Linked DNA regions of Danio rerio: regions 1 and 2 are each linked to region 3. The links are chromatin contacts, called in public HiChIP or PLAC-seq maps. All regions are on one chromosome and are shown on one strand. Each heading gives the region's core, a stretch centred on a gene start, on an enhancer-like site or on the middle of the called end of the contact. The rest is flanking DNA. Distances are from core to core; before and after follow the strand shown. Region 1 holds the start of si:ch211-114c12.2. Region 2 holds the start of atp6v1aa (ATPase H+ transporting V1 subunit Aa). Region 3 holds the start of tia1l (cytotoxic granule-associated RNA binding protein 1, like).

Region 1 (2,730 bases), core at 206-2,705, 390 kb before region 3:
ATTAACCAAATGTTTAGCCGCAGGGGGAGTCTAATCATCAGCATCTCACATCTGCTGCAAACACACTGTATGCAAACACATCTCTTTTTGACTACACAAGCAACTCATCCTTTTAACTACATGCTCATGTCATTTACGGAAAAAGTGAGGGGAAAAAGACAAGGTGGTGAAAAGTCAAAATAACAATGTCTGAAAATGCAGCCTGATGAGCTGAAGCTTTATTGTATCGCAGGACTCCAGTATTTAGGTAAACAAATGTCATGTGAGCTGTTCAGCACTAAAGATCACAGGGTTATTATTATGATTCATATCTATCTCTCAATGGAACATATGGCGATGGAAAGTGTGAGTTAAAAGTGTCAATGTTATCTGATTTCTCATTTATTATAGTATAATACTGTATGAGTATGATGTGTGGGTATACTTTGAAGCTTTAGTAAGAATTATAACATGTCTATTTTTACCAACATAAGAAAAACATTCCCATTGCTGTAAGAAAGAGGACGTACTGTATAAGAGATTATGTGGTGAACCAGCAGAGGTCAGTAGATTAACATTAACTTTGATCATCTGTAATCTGGTTATGGGTCCACAGAAAATAAAATCTAAAAAGTAAATTAGTTACCTAATAAAACCATGTTTGATGATAAGGGTCTGATATAGATCTGCCTCTCAACAAACCTGTGTAAATTAGATAAGATAAAAAACACACTTTGGAAATTGTGCTGGACTGGTCCCTAGTGACTTCCATATCATGTTTTTTTTTTTTTAAATAGGGTTCAGCAGGACCCAGAAACAGCTAAAGGTGGGAAAATTAGATTGGGGGTAAAGGTTGGGGGGCGCTAGGGCACTTCAGATCTCTTTGGAAGGGCACTTTCTATCCAAGACTAAAAAGGGCATGTGCACTTCACAGGTTGAGCCCTATGTGTGCACGTGCCTGACAAACCCCCTATATATAATGCTGTGCAGGAACAAAAGAATGCTAATTTGTATTTTAATGTTGTCAATTCACATTATTCCAATCACTTGAAAAGTATATCTTCAGTGCAATGAAGTCAGTGTAGTCAAATACCAACTTCTAGGCATAGGACAAGTGAACGTAATTAAAAGTGTCCATGCTATCTTATTTAAACCAAGTTATGTAATAGTCTGGAGTAACAAAGGGAGAGAGAGAGAGAGACAAACGGTACAACAGCTGAGGTTTTAGCACTGGGCAAATGTTGGTAACGTTAGGCCTATTTTTAATTCCCAGTCTATTTTGAGAATTTATAATTTTTGTATATGATTTATGCATTTTACCCAAACCAGTATCTAATACTGAATTAATGATTAACACTGTTAAATATACGTGCTAAAAATATTATAACATACTAACAAAGCAACGATATGGGCGGATTCGATAATAATCCTATCCTAGTCAGTTCCTGTCCCAGTCTGGTCGTGAACGCGCCCCATTCAGGTGACGTCACGGCTGCAGCTGTTCAGTCGGTGTGAATGTAATTTCACGGAGACCACTCGTTTTTTTCGACGGAGAAACCTAGATGTGACGACGAAAGCGACGGAGTGTTTGTTTTTTGGAAACGTTTACGGTTCTATTTTGGTCAGATGTGGACCGACGCTTAACAGAAGACGTTTGTTTGCTATCACGGCCTATCTGTTTTCAGTATCGCGCTACATCGGGTATGTCAAAACAACACAGCCAGTCAACTTTGTCGGATTTTAGTAACGTAGACCTTTAACAGTGAAAAGATTAAACGAATTATTAGCATAACTGATATTGTTGCATAGCACTGTAGTGAAAATGGTTTCGCTTTGTCGTAGTTTCGCATTAGCGCGATAAACGAAGGAGTGTTGTTTTGTTCGATGTGTTTTTACATTTACACGTACCGCTAATGTTGTTTCTATTGTCTTAGAAGTGTTGTTGCATTATCTGTGTAATGTTACTAGTGAAACGTCGTGCTGGTACATTTGTTTCGAGTTAGCATTTTGGATGTGACTCACGGCCTTGTCGGCCCAGACACGCGTTCATGTAACATTAGGCCAGGAATGTGGTGTCGTCGAGCTCGGTTCAACTTTTGACTTTTAACATGATTTAATTAAGGTCGTGGAAAACTACTAAAACTTGCATGTTAGTTTGTTTCATCCAACCACCACGTCTCTGGCAAACGCATTCAGTGATTTTATTTGTATCGACTTCCTGCAGTGTCGTACTGTATTGTTTGTTTAAAAGGGGTTGAAATGCATTGTAGAAACGGTAACGTTACATGTCCTCAAACGTTTTAAATAGCACACACACTCTCCGAGGAGCATGAAACGTTTTAACTTTTGTTACATTTTCAAAGCACTGACACGTTAAGATTGATTGCTTGGATTTGTTTGTATGGACTTAAAATTATGTGAAGTATTATTGGTTATTAATTATAAGAACTTCTTTGTGTTATAATTTTTTGTTTTATTTTCAGATACTACAACCTTAAGTCAATATTTCTTATTTTTTCGCAATTATTTATATTTTTATTGTTTTTTGTACGTGAGGCATGTTGCATTACCTTAACTGGAAGATTAATATTTAATGTCTTTTATTTCACTTGAAGATAGGTGATAAAACTGAAAAAATGGTGAGACCACAATCAGGATCTCCTCGTTCCAAACACAGGTTTGATTTAGATATGTAATATTTAATTCTGATTGAACTAAGTTTATCATTATAAGTGAGACTAAAATGTTGTT
Region 2 (2,733 bases), core at 24-2,523, 270 kb before region 3:
GTGTCCGAGCATTTCAAATATGCTTACAAAATTACATGTTATGTATCTGGAGATAGTACAGAAGTCTTGCCAAGTAACTTATACTTAACCTAAGAGGATATGTCGCTGCAAGCAGGAGTAGTTAATCCATTCAGAAGCTCTTTGTTAAATAGGTGTGTTACACGAGGCTTGTGTAAAACTTTAATTATTAACGTGATAGGCTCCAATGAAACAAAACTAGATTGATGAATATGACAACAATCAAAGCATTTACCTTGATGATGATCCATAATGCCCAACATGGTGGGGTGGTACCACAAAGTTGGGCTCTTCTTAGTGTTGGCTCTTGGTAATGACCTTACAGTGTCACTTTAGTAGGCAAAATGTCTTTCAGTTGGGGAAAAAGGATGTAACTTCAGTTGTTTTTGAATTCAACGAGCGAAAAATAAAGTTACGTTAACGTTACTGCAGTACCGAAGGGTGATTTGCCATATGCTCAGCGGGGTCGTCTCGTCCAACGGTGAAAACCAAGCAAAGGAGACTATATTTCGACGATAATATGGAGATTCAGCCAAAAAATAAACCGAACGGTGTATTATTTCGCAGAGATTTCAATTATGGACGTCGACGACGATGATGATGATGATGGTGGTGGTGACTTATCTTCGGTCCTCGATGATTACAAACGATTTTAAGCTGGTGGCTTTAGATTTCCAAGAGCGATGACACGTTGACTGCATCCACGAACGCAAAGAAAACACGGCAAAGACACTAAATCGAGTATTAAATTCCAAATGTTGAAAAAAACAGGAACGAGCTTTTTGCAACTGCATTCAACAAAGTCTTGAACGTCTGGGTTACGCGCGGTCTCAACAGGAATCACCCTGTGACGCAACCACGCAAAGAGCGCCAGACTTTTTGCGTAATGTATATTGATAATAGCGTAATGAATATGCATAAGATCTGGAAAAAAGAACTGCCAAACTGCTAAACGCACTGCTTCATTCGTATGTGATTCTCTACAGTGGTGAAATGCTTGTGCCCATGTTGTGTTAATGTCCAGATATGATGTTCGGTAACTTGGTTACGTCCTTGCTTTCACGCGAAGAGCACAGGAAATAAGGAAACTGTGGCTTTATGGACGCCATTTTGGATCACACGCGCAATGTCTTTCCACGAAAACATCCTCTAGGAGAGCCATAATGGCGCACTTTCCGTTGCAGTGTGTAAACGAACTTCCTTAATCCTGGCAAGTCAGCTGATCTATGTCGTGACAGTTTTTTTCCTCGATCTACTGCTTGGTAGGGTATTCCACGGATTGGTGTTCGCTTCATGCTAGTACAGTAAGATCAATCTTTTCATTATTTGTTACTCTTATTTTGTTTATTGTCATCTCTTTCGGTTTGCTCCCATCTCATTTTCTACGCAGGCGAATTGTGCTCATTTGCTGATCAGAGGCTTTGCTAGCAGCCATCTGTCACCTGACATTCATGGTTCCTCACGACAGTCTGCTAGATTTTCTCATTCAATAGTTAATAGCGGTTGTGCGTTTAGTACAGTTATCTAAATTCCTAACATTTTAAATTTGATATTCAGTCGTTACAGCAAGAATCTAGTGTTAATCCGAACCCGGTCGGCCATAGTGGCTCTGCTGTTTATTAACTGTTTTTCTGGGTTGTCGTTATAGGCTACTTGTCAGTGGTAATTGAGATATTTACTTTAAATTCCCTTCAAATATATTTCTTTACAGTTGAACAAAACATGTTTAGATTGTGTTTCTGTTGAAATTATAAAATGAATCTTGTCATGTTGTTTTTATTTTTGAAATACTTAAAGATATTTATCTTTTTTTACCACATCTGTGTCTTGAATCTGTCATTTAGGTTTTCTAACACACAAGATGGATTTTTCCAAGCTGCCTAAGATCCGAGATGAGGAACGCGAGAGTCAGTTTGGATATGTTCATGGAGTCTCAGGCCCCGGTAAAAAAAAATAAAATACAATAAAATAAACATTCACCACTGCCAAATATATGAAGTCAGTTTGTTACAGATTAGCTTACTGCTCGGTGTTTATCTCACAAGTAATTCAGTCATCTACTGTAAAAAAGAGAAGTCATGTGATGGGCAGGTTACAGTCTATGTCTCTATTCAATACAGTGGTGACGGCCTCCAGCATGGCAGGTGCAGCTATGTATGAACTGGTTCGTGTCGGCCACAGTGAGCTGGTGGGAGAGATTATCCGATTGGAAGGAGATATGGCAACCATCCAGGTGTATGAGGAGACTTGTATCCTTTACTATTAATCTGGGATTTGTTTACACTGAGAACCCCCTAAAAGTTTTAAATATAGTAAATCCAAATAAAATGTTTGCATAATTAGAGGAGAAAAAAAACAACAGGTATTTATCATTTAGATCCTGTTTTAAGTCTCAATAACCCAGGTATGGGTTCCGCCATGGTGTTGAACAATAAACAAACTTGCTGTAAACTTGCTCCCGCACATCAAATCATATTCTTTTGTTGTCAAAATAATATTGTTGGCAAAATAAATAAACCCATTGTCAACATGTCACATAGTGTTCAGTAGTATCATTCACAGTAATATAAGGCGTATTACCATGGTATTATTATCTCACACTGTTACAGGATTATAATGCTGTTGCAGAATTGGTTTTGTGTGTGTTTGTCTACTTTGCATTGTTTGTTTTCCTGAACCAAAGTAACACAGCTGGAGTTTGTGTGGGAGATCCAG
Region 3 (2,863 bases), core at 232-2,731:
AAATTTTGGATTTTTTTTTTTTTATGACTGCAAATCATAATGAACTCCCACATGAGCTGATTCAATTTGTTTGCGAAGGTGAGGAAGTTTGCACGTTTTTTCTTAGTATAAAATGATAGTTACTTCTGCTTGCTCTGGACAATGACACCTATATGTTTGCATGTCCAATATCAATAAGATATTTTATTGATTACCAAAGTATGACATTACACAACAAAGCAATAAATAAAAATTACTTTACATTTAATTTAGGGTAAATATCCCATGTAGTTTGTGATCAAAGTATGTAATTGGTTTTAAAATCATTTTGATGAGACCATTTTATAACCTAAAATAAATTAACTTTATACATTTATAAAAATAAAAATCACAGACACTAAGTTAGCCAGGAACATGGTAAGAAGCGTGAGTGTTTAAGGTTCTCCTCGTTTTCAGGATTTATGCAGCCCAGAGAAACCCCATTTGTAGAAGAATCCAGGTTTTAAATGACAGTGGGATCCTTGTATCTCGGATATTCTTTTAACTCACATCAAGGATCATTTTACAGCTCTTGCAGGGGCCGATCTGAGAGAACACTTGCAGGATGAGGGCCTCCGTAACATCCCTGGAGAGGTTCCCGACATACCTAAAAACAGGAGAGCACAGGGAAAACTGAGAAACACGGTCACCGCGTTGAGTTTTTCTTCCATCCCTCACGCCAGCAGTGCATTCCGCGGGGTTTCATTTCTGCCACGTTTTCAGCGCAAGAGAGCGAGCAGCTAACACAATTCAACAGCTCCAACGCTATTTCATGACAGAAAATACACGTACAAACACACATAGTCTTACTTATTACAGTCTTTCAACAGCAGAAAGCATAAGAGGGGCCCTAAGAGGGATATAACAGTAGAATTTTAAGTGTTTTACGGTTAGTAGTTAGCTATTTGGGTAACGAAAACCGTGCGCTACAAACGGAACTTGTAGCTAAAGCCTCTGTAGCAAGTTAGCTACGTTATTCGGGATGCGAACTGATTAGTTCACCCATGTGGATATAACCGGATAAATGAATAGTGGGTTGAGGCAAACACCGTATTTTTCACCGCCACCCATGCTAGGCTCGGTTCCGCTGCTCCAGTTTGGTGTTGTTTAACCGGCTTGTGCAGTAGATACTGAAATGGACGCACATATCGCACTTCGCATATAACAAAAAGAGTCATTTACGGGCTCGTGCTCGAGTTGCTTATGTGAAGTTTGGCGTACTGTGCTTGCGACCTCTGCGCCGCTTAAACAAACGTGTTTAAACACGAGTTTGGCTTCGTAAAGCGGCCGACTAAACTGCAGCAGCACTTACAACGTCCTCGGCTGGTCCTCGTCCATCATCATCGTGCTGGTGGGAAAAGGTCGACGCTTTGTTTAAAACCTGCCCTGTTTTTAACGTTTGAATAGGTATAGCCTCTAAGGTTTTAACTTGTTAGTTAACGCGAATTTACTGGAATAACTTCCTCTGACGTTACTCGTGAAACGTCATCAAATGACGTTGCCAGAGTTCCTCTTCAGCGCCTGACTGTTCTTGGCGGCAGAGATCGACTACTGCCCCCTATCAGATCAAACGTTGAACCCCTGGTTGAACCCGACACACCAGCTCCCAAATTTTTAAGTGAATCGGTTCTTTCGACTCTTTTGCATTATAACTTGATTTGTGTTCTTTAAAGCATTGCCATTTTAACTCTTTATTGGCAATGACCTCACGAAAACGCTGAGCTTTAATTCTAAGTTATCCTACAGCTTTTTATCCGAATTGTACTTTACTGGTTTAAGACACCTGCACACAATGTGAATTAATTCTGTTTTCCGATCTATGTAAACATTTTACAATGGTGGGCATCACGGTGGCGCAATGGGTAACATAAAGGTTGCTGGTTCGAGCATCGGCTGGGTCACTTGGCATTTCTGTGTGGAGTTTGCACGTTCTCCCCGTGTTCGTGTGGGTTTCCCCCAAAGTCCAAAGACATGTGGGTGAAATTATGTATATGTATATCATGTATAGGTGAATTGGGTAAGTAAAATTGTCTGTAGTGTATGTGTATGAATGAGAGTGTATGGATGTTTCCCAGTGATGGGTTACAGCTGGAAAGGCATCCACTGCGTAAAACATATGCTGCATAAGTTGGCGGTTCATTCTGCTGTGGCGACTTAATAAAGGGACAAAGTTGAAGAGAAAATGAACAAATTTCCAATGGCTCCTAACGAAACCTTTTTTTCCCCAATGCATATAGCTGTCAAGAAAGACACTGGTTTAGTTTCGAACATGTCAATATAGAGCCTATTTCATTGTTTAGAGATAAACATAGACCACTTTTGAAAGCGTATAATATTTTGAATGTAGATGTAATTGGTATCAGTGCAGTCTGATGTTGTCCTATAGCTCGATGATAAAATTTTAAGAATTATTCATTAATGTTGTGTTGATTCTGGACAAATTATTCATTTTTTTTTCTGTGTGTAAAAGAGTCTTTATTTGTCTTAATTCTTTCCAGTACTGCAGTGTTTGTAAACTAAACATGAAAATGAAATTTGCTGAGTTGATAAGAGACATGATTTAGTAAAAGAGGGTTAAAATACTATATTGTTTTCTATAGTTTACTCCCATTTTATAATGTGAATTCATGAATGCCATTATAAACGTAAAGTTGTTTATTAATAATAAAGATAAAAGTTTCATAAAGTCATATGAAAACATTTGCATTTGCAGTGTTTATTGTGAAATGATATATAAGGATCTACATTAAACTGCAGTACATATACATTCTTAGTTTGATTTCTGTGTGAAACAGATTTGAATGTAACAGTATCTCCACATGTGCCCATATGCTTTCTGCAGTAT

What was found. HiChIP or PLAC-seq counts read pairs in DNA pulled down with a chosen protein or histone mark.
Region 1: an H3K4me3 HiChIP or PLAC-seq map of gastrula embryo shows a contact between it and region 3, with 2.9 times the contacts expected there. The contact joins the promoter of si:ch211-114c12.2 here to the promoter of tia1l in region 3. A contact is called at or near these places in 2 of 4 datasets of contacts at active chromatin or transcription factors (embryo and gastrula embryo).
Region 2: a contact with region 3 is called in an H3K4me3 HiChIP or PLAC-seq map of gastrula embryo, with 6 times the contacts expected there. The contact joins the promoter of atp6v1aa here to the promoter of tia1l in region 3. A contact is called at or near these places in 2 of 18 Hi-C or Micro-C datasets (hematopoietic stem cells and an unstated tissue) and 2 of 4 datasets of contacts at active chromatin or transcription factors (embryo and gastrula embryo).

What each region holds. Positions count from the first base shown.
Region 1 is chr5:24,783,973-24,786,702 of GRCz12tu, forward strand. It overlaps si:ch211-114c12.2, which reads left to right and starts at 1,456. Exons shown (of 10, transcript NM_001002300.1): 1 at 1,456-1,680; 2 at 2,595-2,656. The coding sequence starts at 2,616.
Region 2 is chr5:24,901,827-24,904,559 of GRCz12tu, forward strand. It overlaps atp6v1aa (ATPase H+ transporting V1 subunit Aa), which reads left to right and starts at 1,274. Exons shown (of 15, transcript NM_201135.2): 1 at 1,274-1,322; 2 at 1,863-1,961; 3 at 2,139-2,267; 4 at 2,710-2,733. The coding sequence starts at 1,880. phf23a (PHD finger protein 23a) reads right to left here and starts at 793. Exons shown (of 5, transcript NM_001013499.1): 1 at 254-793. The coding sequence starts at 281.
Region 3 is chr5:25,173,788-25,176,650 of GRCz12tu, forward strand. tia1l (cytotoxic granule-associated RNA binding protein 1, like) reads right to left here and starts at 1,482. Exons shown (of 11, transcript NM_200182.2): 1 at 1,331-1,482; 2 at 529-625. The coding sequence starts at 1,362.